Linked DNA regions of Sus scrofa: region 1 is linked to region 2. The links are chromatin contacts, called in public Hi-C maps. All regions are on one chromosome and are shown on one strand. Each heading gives the region's core, a stretch centred on a gene start, on an enhancer-like site or on the middle of the called end of the contact. The rest is flanking DNA. Distances are from core to core; before and after follow the strand shown.

Evidence for each region. A called contact is a pair of places that touch in the nucleus more often than the background predicts.
Region 1: a Hi-C map of embryonic fibroblasts shows a contact between it and region 2, with 1.4 times the contacts expected there. The contact joins two enhancer-like sites. A contact is called at or near these places in 1 of 47 Hi-C or Micro-C datasets (embryonic fibroblasts) and 2 of 2 datasets of contacts at active chromatin or transcription factors (alveolar macrophages and skeletal muscle).

Annotation. Positions count from the first base shown.
Region 1 is chr7:111,534,599-111,538,909 of Sscrofa11.1, forward strand. No RefSeq gene overlaps it. Among named protein-coding and RNA genes, the nearest start is that of FOXN3, 200 kb to the left of the region's middle. Within about 2 kb of position 1,958, at least 76 of the 83 cell types and tissues checked have an H3K27ac peak or open chromatin away from gene starts, as enhancers often do. A contact at or near this core is called in embryonic fibroblasts and skeletal muscle, where this site is marked.
Region 2 is chr7:110,981,280-110,985,220 of Sscrofa11.1, forward strand. No RefSeq gene overlaps it. Among named protein-coding and RNA genes, the nearest start is that of TTC8, 250 kb to the left of the region's middle. Within about 2 kb of position 2,197, at least 48 of the 83 cell types and tissues checked have an H3K27ac peak or open chromatin away from gene starts, as enhancers often do. A contact at or near this core is called in embryonic fibroblasts and skeletal muscle, where this site is marked.

The sequences.
Region 1 (4,311 bases), core at 708-3,207, 550 kb after region 2:
ATGGCCTCACCTGTGGCACTTGGAAGTTCCCAGGCCAAGGATCAAGCTGCAATCTACACCACAGCTGTGGCAACGCTGGATCCTTTAACCCACCGCCCTGGGCAGGGGATCGAACAGTGCCTCCACGGCGATCTGAGTCATTGCGCTCGGATTCCCAACACACTGTCCCAGAGTAGGAACGCCTCTGACCAAGATCTTGCAATCAGGTTGGTCTATGCTCACTCTGATGAATAACTTATGTGAAAAGAACTTGAAGATAGCAAATGAATTTAATTATCAGTGAAAATTACCAAAGAAGAACTAATGTTTGCAAATGCTAATATTTTATTATAAAATACACTGTTATTGTTTCTACTATCTAACACTTTACCAAATTTGAAGCAGATTTAGCAATTTGCCTTATGCACAAAAAAGTACTTAGGTCTGCATAGTGTTATACCTTCTTTTTTCTTCAGTTAGTGCTAAACATAAAACCATTATTTTCAGATCCTTGATCTAGCTTTCAGAATTTATCCTCTACTCTTCACCATGTGAAATAAAAGTTCTGTTTTGACACCAGGGAAAAATACAGAAACACACATATTTACACACAAATATAAATTATATGATCATTTGCCCAACACAATTACATTTCCAAGTGAAAAAGTATGTGAAAGTGGCTTTCTAAGAGATGAAGCATTCCGGCAAAATGCAAAATAAAAAAGTTCCAAGTGAATGATCCTTTAGGGTAGAAAAAGGTTAGCTGTGAATACGCTTGTGAAATATACTGTGGAGGATTCTCATTCTGAGATTATGATCGTTCTTGCCTCCAGGTTCAAGTGTTGCTCAATCAGCAAGGTGCTCAATTCACAGTGATTGCGGCGCATTTCCTCGTTGATCAGGAAAATGCGTAATCTCAGCCTAGACACATTTACCATAAAAATGAATATACGAAATAGGATTTTTGATTTAAATTTTCCAGTTGCAGCATATCGAGAAAAATATATGCAAGAGAAGATTCTGTTTGAAAAGCTCTAATTCAAATAAGTCCAAAAAGAACACATCTCTATGTACCTAACGCTGTCTTGCCATTAGATAGCAAGCTTTTCTCGCTCAGAGCCCTTGTCAATTTGATTAAACTCACAAACACGTGGCTGACTCCGCCCCTTTTAAAAATACTCTCTAGCCGAGCCGGAGGATGACTGAGAAGCATGTGGCTTTGTTTCTGTGAGTGGGTCCTTTAACAGAGCAATCAGAACACACAACACTAGCTAGAGGCGAATACGTTTAAATTTAATACCCCACAACTGAATTGCCCAAACGCAGATCATTGCAGAGAGGAATTCAGAAGAATGCAAATTCAAGTCCAGAATCCAGAATACCCTTCCAGCCATGGGCATTTTCAGTTTAAAAATGGGCCTCATGAAATATGATACTTATTTGTAGTGTCGTTTTAAAAGGCTAATTTTGGAAGCCGCTCTGTTTTCTGCATATTCTCTTTCCAAGATTAAAGATCCTTCAGGTGAAACACTTGATAGAAAAGAACGGGACCCTGGGTGTGTGTGTGTGTGTGTGTGTACACACATGTACGTGTCTCTTGCAACGGTAGAGGAAAAAAGGTCCAATGAAATTCCAAAACAGTTAATTCAGCCTAGACCTGGCCCGGATGACCAACTCTGTCCTCACGAGACAGCCAGGCCGTTAGCTGGCCCAGGCGGCTGGGAAGCGAGTGGGGACCAAGCGGCCTTGCAGCCCGGCGGCCACGCTTACAGATGGCGCAGGTCCCCGCCGGACCGAAGCTGGAGCTGGCGGTGGGGTGGGGGAAGGTCGCCCCGCAGCTCACGCGGGGCCCAGAGCCCTAGCTTCCTGCAGGTTCCGCCGGCGTCCGGCGGGGCGGACGCGCTACCATAGCAACGGCGGCCCGCCCCCCGCTTCCCGGCGCCGCCGCGCCACGCAGGGTGGGATGGGGCGGGGCGGCCGTTGCTAGGAAACCGGCGGCGGCCTTCCGCCTCCGCGGCGCAGTCTCTAGGCTTCCACCCTTCACCTACTTCAGCCCAGCCCGGAGGGAAGTGGGGGAGGGTCGGAGCGGCGGGCGAGGAGCTACATGGTGGCCCAGGGCCCGGGCCGTCCTCCTTTGAGGTCGACCCTTCCGGCCGGGAAGACGTCCTCTCTTCATTTGGCTTGTGTCCTGTGCCCGCAGAGGAGAAATGAACGGAAACACTTCGGCATTGCCTCTCCCGGGACTGGCTGTGTAAGGACAGTGACGTCCCCAAACTCCGCTGAGGACCTTTATCCGCCTTCTGAAAGGAACCCTTTTTTGAGCTTTACTAGGTCGAGGAGCAATGTTAAGCACTTGGCATACATGAACTCATTTTCTGTGCTGTGAAGCAGGAGCTAGTACCTTCATTTGAACATGAATAAAATGTGGCTACGGTCGGAGAACCGGTTGGCGTGGAGCCAGAATTTGATGTCCAGTCTTGCTTAACTTCAAGGTCCCTGCTTTTTTTTTAAATAGTTAAGTGTCCTCCGTCAGCTGCCTCTTGGCTAGCACATCGTCCCGTCCTTTGCCATCCAACCAACACACCAACTGGGACACGCTGTCTGGAAATGGTCTGACAAGGAGATGGAGAAGCTGAAATCGAGGTTGTCCAGAAAACCTGGCACATAGAGTTTACACTGATTTATCATCGATAATTTACAGATGTCCCAGTCTGTAATGTAGCAAGGGAGTTGCAACTTAGGGTTCTCAGATTCTTACTAAAGGAAGAGAATCTAAACCAAAGAATTTGCCAAAATCCAGATCAACTTGTTGTGTGTATCCCATGGTGGGCTACGTATTGTGGGAGATTAAAAGATTTCCCCCCCCCAAACAGGGCCTGTGCACAGAGAGTTTATTTGCTATTAGGAAACTGTCTTGTTTTGTCTTGATTCTTGATTGTGCAAGTAATTTATTAAGGACAAGCTTCCAGAAGACACAAATAAGGGAAGCAGAATAGGGCAGGAGGATAAGGCAAGCAAGGCAGGAATGTAAGGTCAAGTTCCAGCCTCAGCTTGATCCAGAGGCAGCTGTGGGGCACAAATTACACAGAGAGTTGCTCGGCCCTGAAGCAAGGGAGCTGGGTTTTTACACCCCTGCTCTTACCAGCCCCTGGCGATGGGCCTTCCTGAACACCCAACACTTCCAGGGTGAGTCTAGGTGAAGGGACTCTAATAGATTAAGGGTAGTTCTTTGAAGGCTGGAGGTGTGAGCCATTAGGAGAGAAGCACCCGGAAGCTAGAGGATGGGGACGGTGAACAAGTAAAGGGGGTCTGAGAGGGTTTGGGCAAAGTACCAAAAGCATACACTACAGTCCACCCCTTGCAGCATTCAGATTCACATGTTCCCTGGTTAAGTTTCCATCTTGTCCCAGCTTATTCAAGATTCTAACTGGTCACAAATCTAGTGGGACAAACTATAGCTCTTGCCCCTGCAGCTGGTCCCAAGGTTATAACTAAAAATCGTCATCTCTCTTCTTTACCATCTATTCTGTATTCCCCTCATCCTCCACTAGCCCTTTTGCTAGTCTAGGGGGGTTGCCTGGAGGGGCCGCAATTTTCACACTTAGGGGGCTGAGCTCCTTGCTGCCAGGTCTCTTTTAGGAAGTGGTTGCTGTCACTGCCTATTTTGAGTTAAAACTGGGCTTGGAAGTAGCAAGAGACACTCTGGCAGATCAGCTGAGTGCCATACGTATTCCTCCCCTGGTTATGTAACAGCAGCCCTGCCTTCCCGTGATGATCAGGGTCAGTTGCCTCTGCCAGCATGATCATAGATTTCTCTGCCCACAGAGAGTCCAAAATAAGAGGACTGCAGCAGTAGTTTTTAAGTTTAGTGGGACTCTTCCTCTGTGTTCCCTGGCATGAACCTCTAGGCCCAATGCCCTGGGGTTGTGAGGACAGGAAGGATGCGTTAACAAAAAAGGTCCCTGAGAGTGGCAGTGAGCCAGGCTCCTTCGCTTTCTACCTCTTGGTTCCTGAACCTGTGTATTCAAGTCCCTGGAGACACAACACAAAATAATGGCTCTCAGTTTAGGGCACATGCTGCCTCATGAAGGATGGTGCCCCAACCTCACGGGGTATCCTTTCTTAGTTAGTGCCATCTTCTGCCTTCAGAAGGTGGTTACAATAGATCAGACTAGAATGGTGGGTTAGGTTGAGGAATCCATGGATCCCCCAGTCATTTGTCCATTACCATACCTCTTTGGGGCCAAAAAGGTTTTGTGAGATTCTGTGTCCATATTTCAGACTTTTTGAGACCTCAGAGAATGAGTCTTGCCACAATACTACAGGCAGGTA
Region 2 (3,941 bases), core at 947-3,446:
CAACATAGTGTCTGTGAGGATGCAGGTTCAATCCCTGGCCTCGCTCAGTGGGTTCAGGATCTGGCATTGCTGTAAGCTATGGCGCAGGTCGCAGATGTGGCTCAGGTCTGGTGTTGCTGTGGCTGTGGCGTAGGCTGGCAGCTGCAGCTCCGATTTGACCCCTAGCCCTAGCATATGGGAAACTTTCATATGCCACAGGTGCAGCTGTTAAAAAAAAAAAAAAGAGAGAGAGAGAGATTTGAAAAAATACAGCCTCTTCCAGGCTCACTGATATAAACCTTAGAGTGGAAAGTCATTTCCTTTTAAATTCTACTTAATTTGTCTGATTTGTTGTCAAGGAGAAAGCCTCTGCTGGGGACAGTGGGTCTTTAGTATTCTTCTTACTCTCATAGTCTCAGTTTTCAACTAAATGAGAGCAGACTTTAGGCTCAGTGTCTTTAGTTGCCAGTAATACCCAGTGTATTATTCTGCTCTGGCTGCCATAGCAGAACACCACGGACTGGGAGCTTCAATAACCAAAATTCACAGTTCTGGCACCTAGGAGTCCAAGATCAAGGTGTCAGCAGGGTTGGTTTCTTCTGAGGCTCTCCCTCCTCTCCCTCTCCCTCTCTCTCATAGAGGGTATATCTTCTCACTGCAAGTTAGTTGGTTATCTTGTTGTGTGTCTGTGGTTTCTCTTTCTTTGTTCGAATCTCCTTATAAGGACAACAGTCAGATTGGATTAGGGCTGAATTTAACTTAATTACCTCTAAGGTCCTCTGTCGCAATAGAGTCACATTCGGAAGTACTGTGGGTGTGGGATGGGAGGAGGGAGTGTTAATGCCTCAATGCAGGAACTTGGAGAGGGGAACACAGTTCAGCAAATAACCTCCAGCTAGATTTTAAGGAAAATATTTCTCATTCATGGGTTTTTGAAGGTAAGGGGATTGCTTTTTACTGATGCCAAGTCATGCCAGTTTGCCATTTATGATTATGATGCTAATTTTTATAAAATATAAACATACTTAAGTAGTAGAAAGGTTGGCTAAAGAAACCTGTAAGAATTAATAGTATGCCAAAACTTATGATGAAGATGCAAATGACTGTATTTTTGAGAAACATTGCCTAGGTGATTTCTAAAACCTGCCCCAATTCTGGCAGCTTTTTTTTTTTCCTTATATAATTTAAATTGTATTCATTTATGCAATAATTTAATCAAGTGCCTATTAAGTGTCTCATTGGTGCTGGACACCAGGGTGATTAGAGAGTGAAATGAATAGTGAAATGAGAGCAAGGAAAGAAAAAATGCAATTCTGCCTGGAAGAATCAGAAAAGGCTTCCCAGAGGTGGTGACAAACAGGATGTTTTGGACTTCTCAGACCCACAGATTGCAAACTCTGTCTCCTCCTCATTGATTCAGTGTTTTCTGAATTTTGAATGCATGTATAACTGTGGGGTAGCTGCTATCAAGAAGATAGAGTAACTTTAAAAAGAGAGAAAAACTAATAGGAGCAGAGAAGACCATGCATAAAACTCATGACTTGCATTTCAGGTTATCCTTCCCCAAGAGATGATTTTAAACGTTTGGATTTTTTTTTCCCCTTGATTAAGAACCTTCCATTTTCCTAGAGTCTAGCCGTCTGATATGAAATCCAGACTGGAAAAATTCAGGCATAATTGTGAAAACATATTTCTTAATCAAATGTAACCACAGGGAGAAAAATCTTTCATTGAATAAGCTCCTCTGAGGAGAGAGAACTTATTTGGGGGTGTGGGGAGGTGGCTAATTCATCCAGTGTTTTCCTCATTGGTCCTAGACTTGGTCAGTCAGTGATGCACAAATTTAATAGCATCCGCATTGAGTAGGACTGTTGCAGATGCTGTAGCTACTGTGGGGAATCGGACTGGCTAGGTACTCTCTCAGGGGGCTTACATTCTAGCAGGAAAAACTGGCAATAAGCAAACGAGTAGATAAAAGAAGGGACAGCAGAGAGAAATCAGTGCTCTGAGAAGTACAATAAGGAGACAGGAGAGGGGATAATGGGGTGGTGGTGGGGGGAACGTGGCTGCTTTGATTGGGTGGTGGGGAGGTCCTCTCCAAGTGGCTTTTTAAGGTGAAGCGTAAATGGCAAAAGAAAGCCAGTGGGAAGAGCGCTCCAGACCTGGCCGAGAGCTGGGTAGGGCGGCAAAGGGAGGGGTGCGCATGCGCATCTGAGGAACAGAAAGCAGCCCTCCGTCTGCAGCCGGGTAGACCCGGGATCACCCGGAATCACCCGGGCGGGGCGGGGAAGAGCCGAGGTCACCGAGGGGGACTGGGCTGGGATTCGGGCCGATTGTTACTCCAGCAAAGCATACGCAGACGAGACTCTTCAGTGCTTCCAGAAAACATCTTCTCTGTCCTCGTAGGCTAGTCCCCTAGACTTTAGCGAATTTTCCTCTTCCAGTACAAAAAAATGTGTTTACTTCATTTTCCCTTCCAACTCAGACGTGCAGTTCTTTCCCCTCCAGAGAGTACTCAGCTGCTAAAAATGATCTGGGAAGGTAGTTCATTTGTCTCATTTCTGATTACTGAAGCAATTACTCCTTTTTTCCTTATGACCAGTCTTTTAAAAAGACAGTGCCATAACTTTGACGTCTGTGTTGTTATTTTTGCAGGTTAGATGGTATTGGTGGAGCCATAGGAGTGAACTGGCATATGGCACCTCTGGGATGTGGTTAGAGCAGCTGATGAGCTGGGAACAGTGGCTGAGTGTTGCGTGCTCATTTCTTCGGCCTCCCCTAGTCACCTGTTTGTCTCCATTCCTACTGGCGCCATCCCAAGTATGATTTCACAGCTGGGTTATCACACGGTTCCTCCCTGTGCCTCTGTGCTATTTTCTTTCTCATGTCTTCTCTGTGATACAATCAGATGCATCCTCCTAAAACACCTCTTCAGTCATATCCTTCCCCTACCAGCCCACCTACAGTGGCTCCCCACTGGCTCCCAAATCAGGCTCCTCTGTCTTGCGCCCACCCTCACAAATGTCGCTTTTTAGATTTATGTGAGTAAACATGGTATTCTTTCAAGGCAATGTGTCTCAGGCTCCAGCAGAACACCTCTGGTCTATGTAAGACATTCCTCATCCTGAAAATGCCAGCAGTACCCATAAGGATCCATGAAAGTGGAGAGGCAAGCAAAATTAATAGTGTATAAAATCAAGCAGTTCCACCAAACTCACCAACCAGTTGTGACATGCAGGACCCACACAACAAAGGCCTTGCCAGGTGGAAGGAGCAGGGTAGGGGGGCGGTGAGGGAGAGGGTTGGGCGGGGGTGTGAAAATTGAGCCCAAAGGTCAATTCACACAAAGCAAATATTCCACCCAGGGAAAGGTAGGCTGTGTGCATGTGTGAATCAGGAAATGCTGAATTCATTTTAAAAATATATGTTCTATTAATCAGCATAACACAGCTGTTGTAACAAATATGTCTCCAGATTTTCAGCACCTTGACATTATAGTTTATTTTGTGTTCACATAACACTGAGCGAGTGTCCCAAGGCAGGTGTTTCTGGTTGGTGACAGCTTTCTTCCGAGGGTCCCATTGTGGTCAGCCTCATCAGCAGGGGGAGGGGATCGAGCCAGTAGGGGGAAGGCAACCTGTTTCTTAACAGTCCCGGCCCAGAAGTGATGCCCTCACTGGGGCTCAATCCTACTGGCAAGAACAGGGCCAAATGAACACAGCTGGGGAGCTGGGAAATGAGCTGGGAGCTGAGAAATGAGTCCTGGCAGGGTGGCCACGTCCCAGTAACAGCCCAGACTATGGGGAGGGGGGTTTTGATGGACAACTTGGTGCTCCTGTTGTATACCTCTAGGCTGTTTATATCAAGGTCAGTGGTAATTTGGTCCTCAGGCTAAATATTACCTAATATTGTTATGGCGGTCAGGCAGAACCTGAGAAATAAAACAAAGTTATTACTATTAA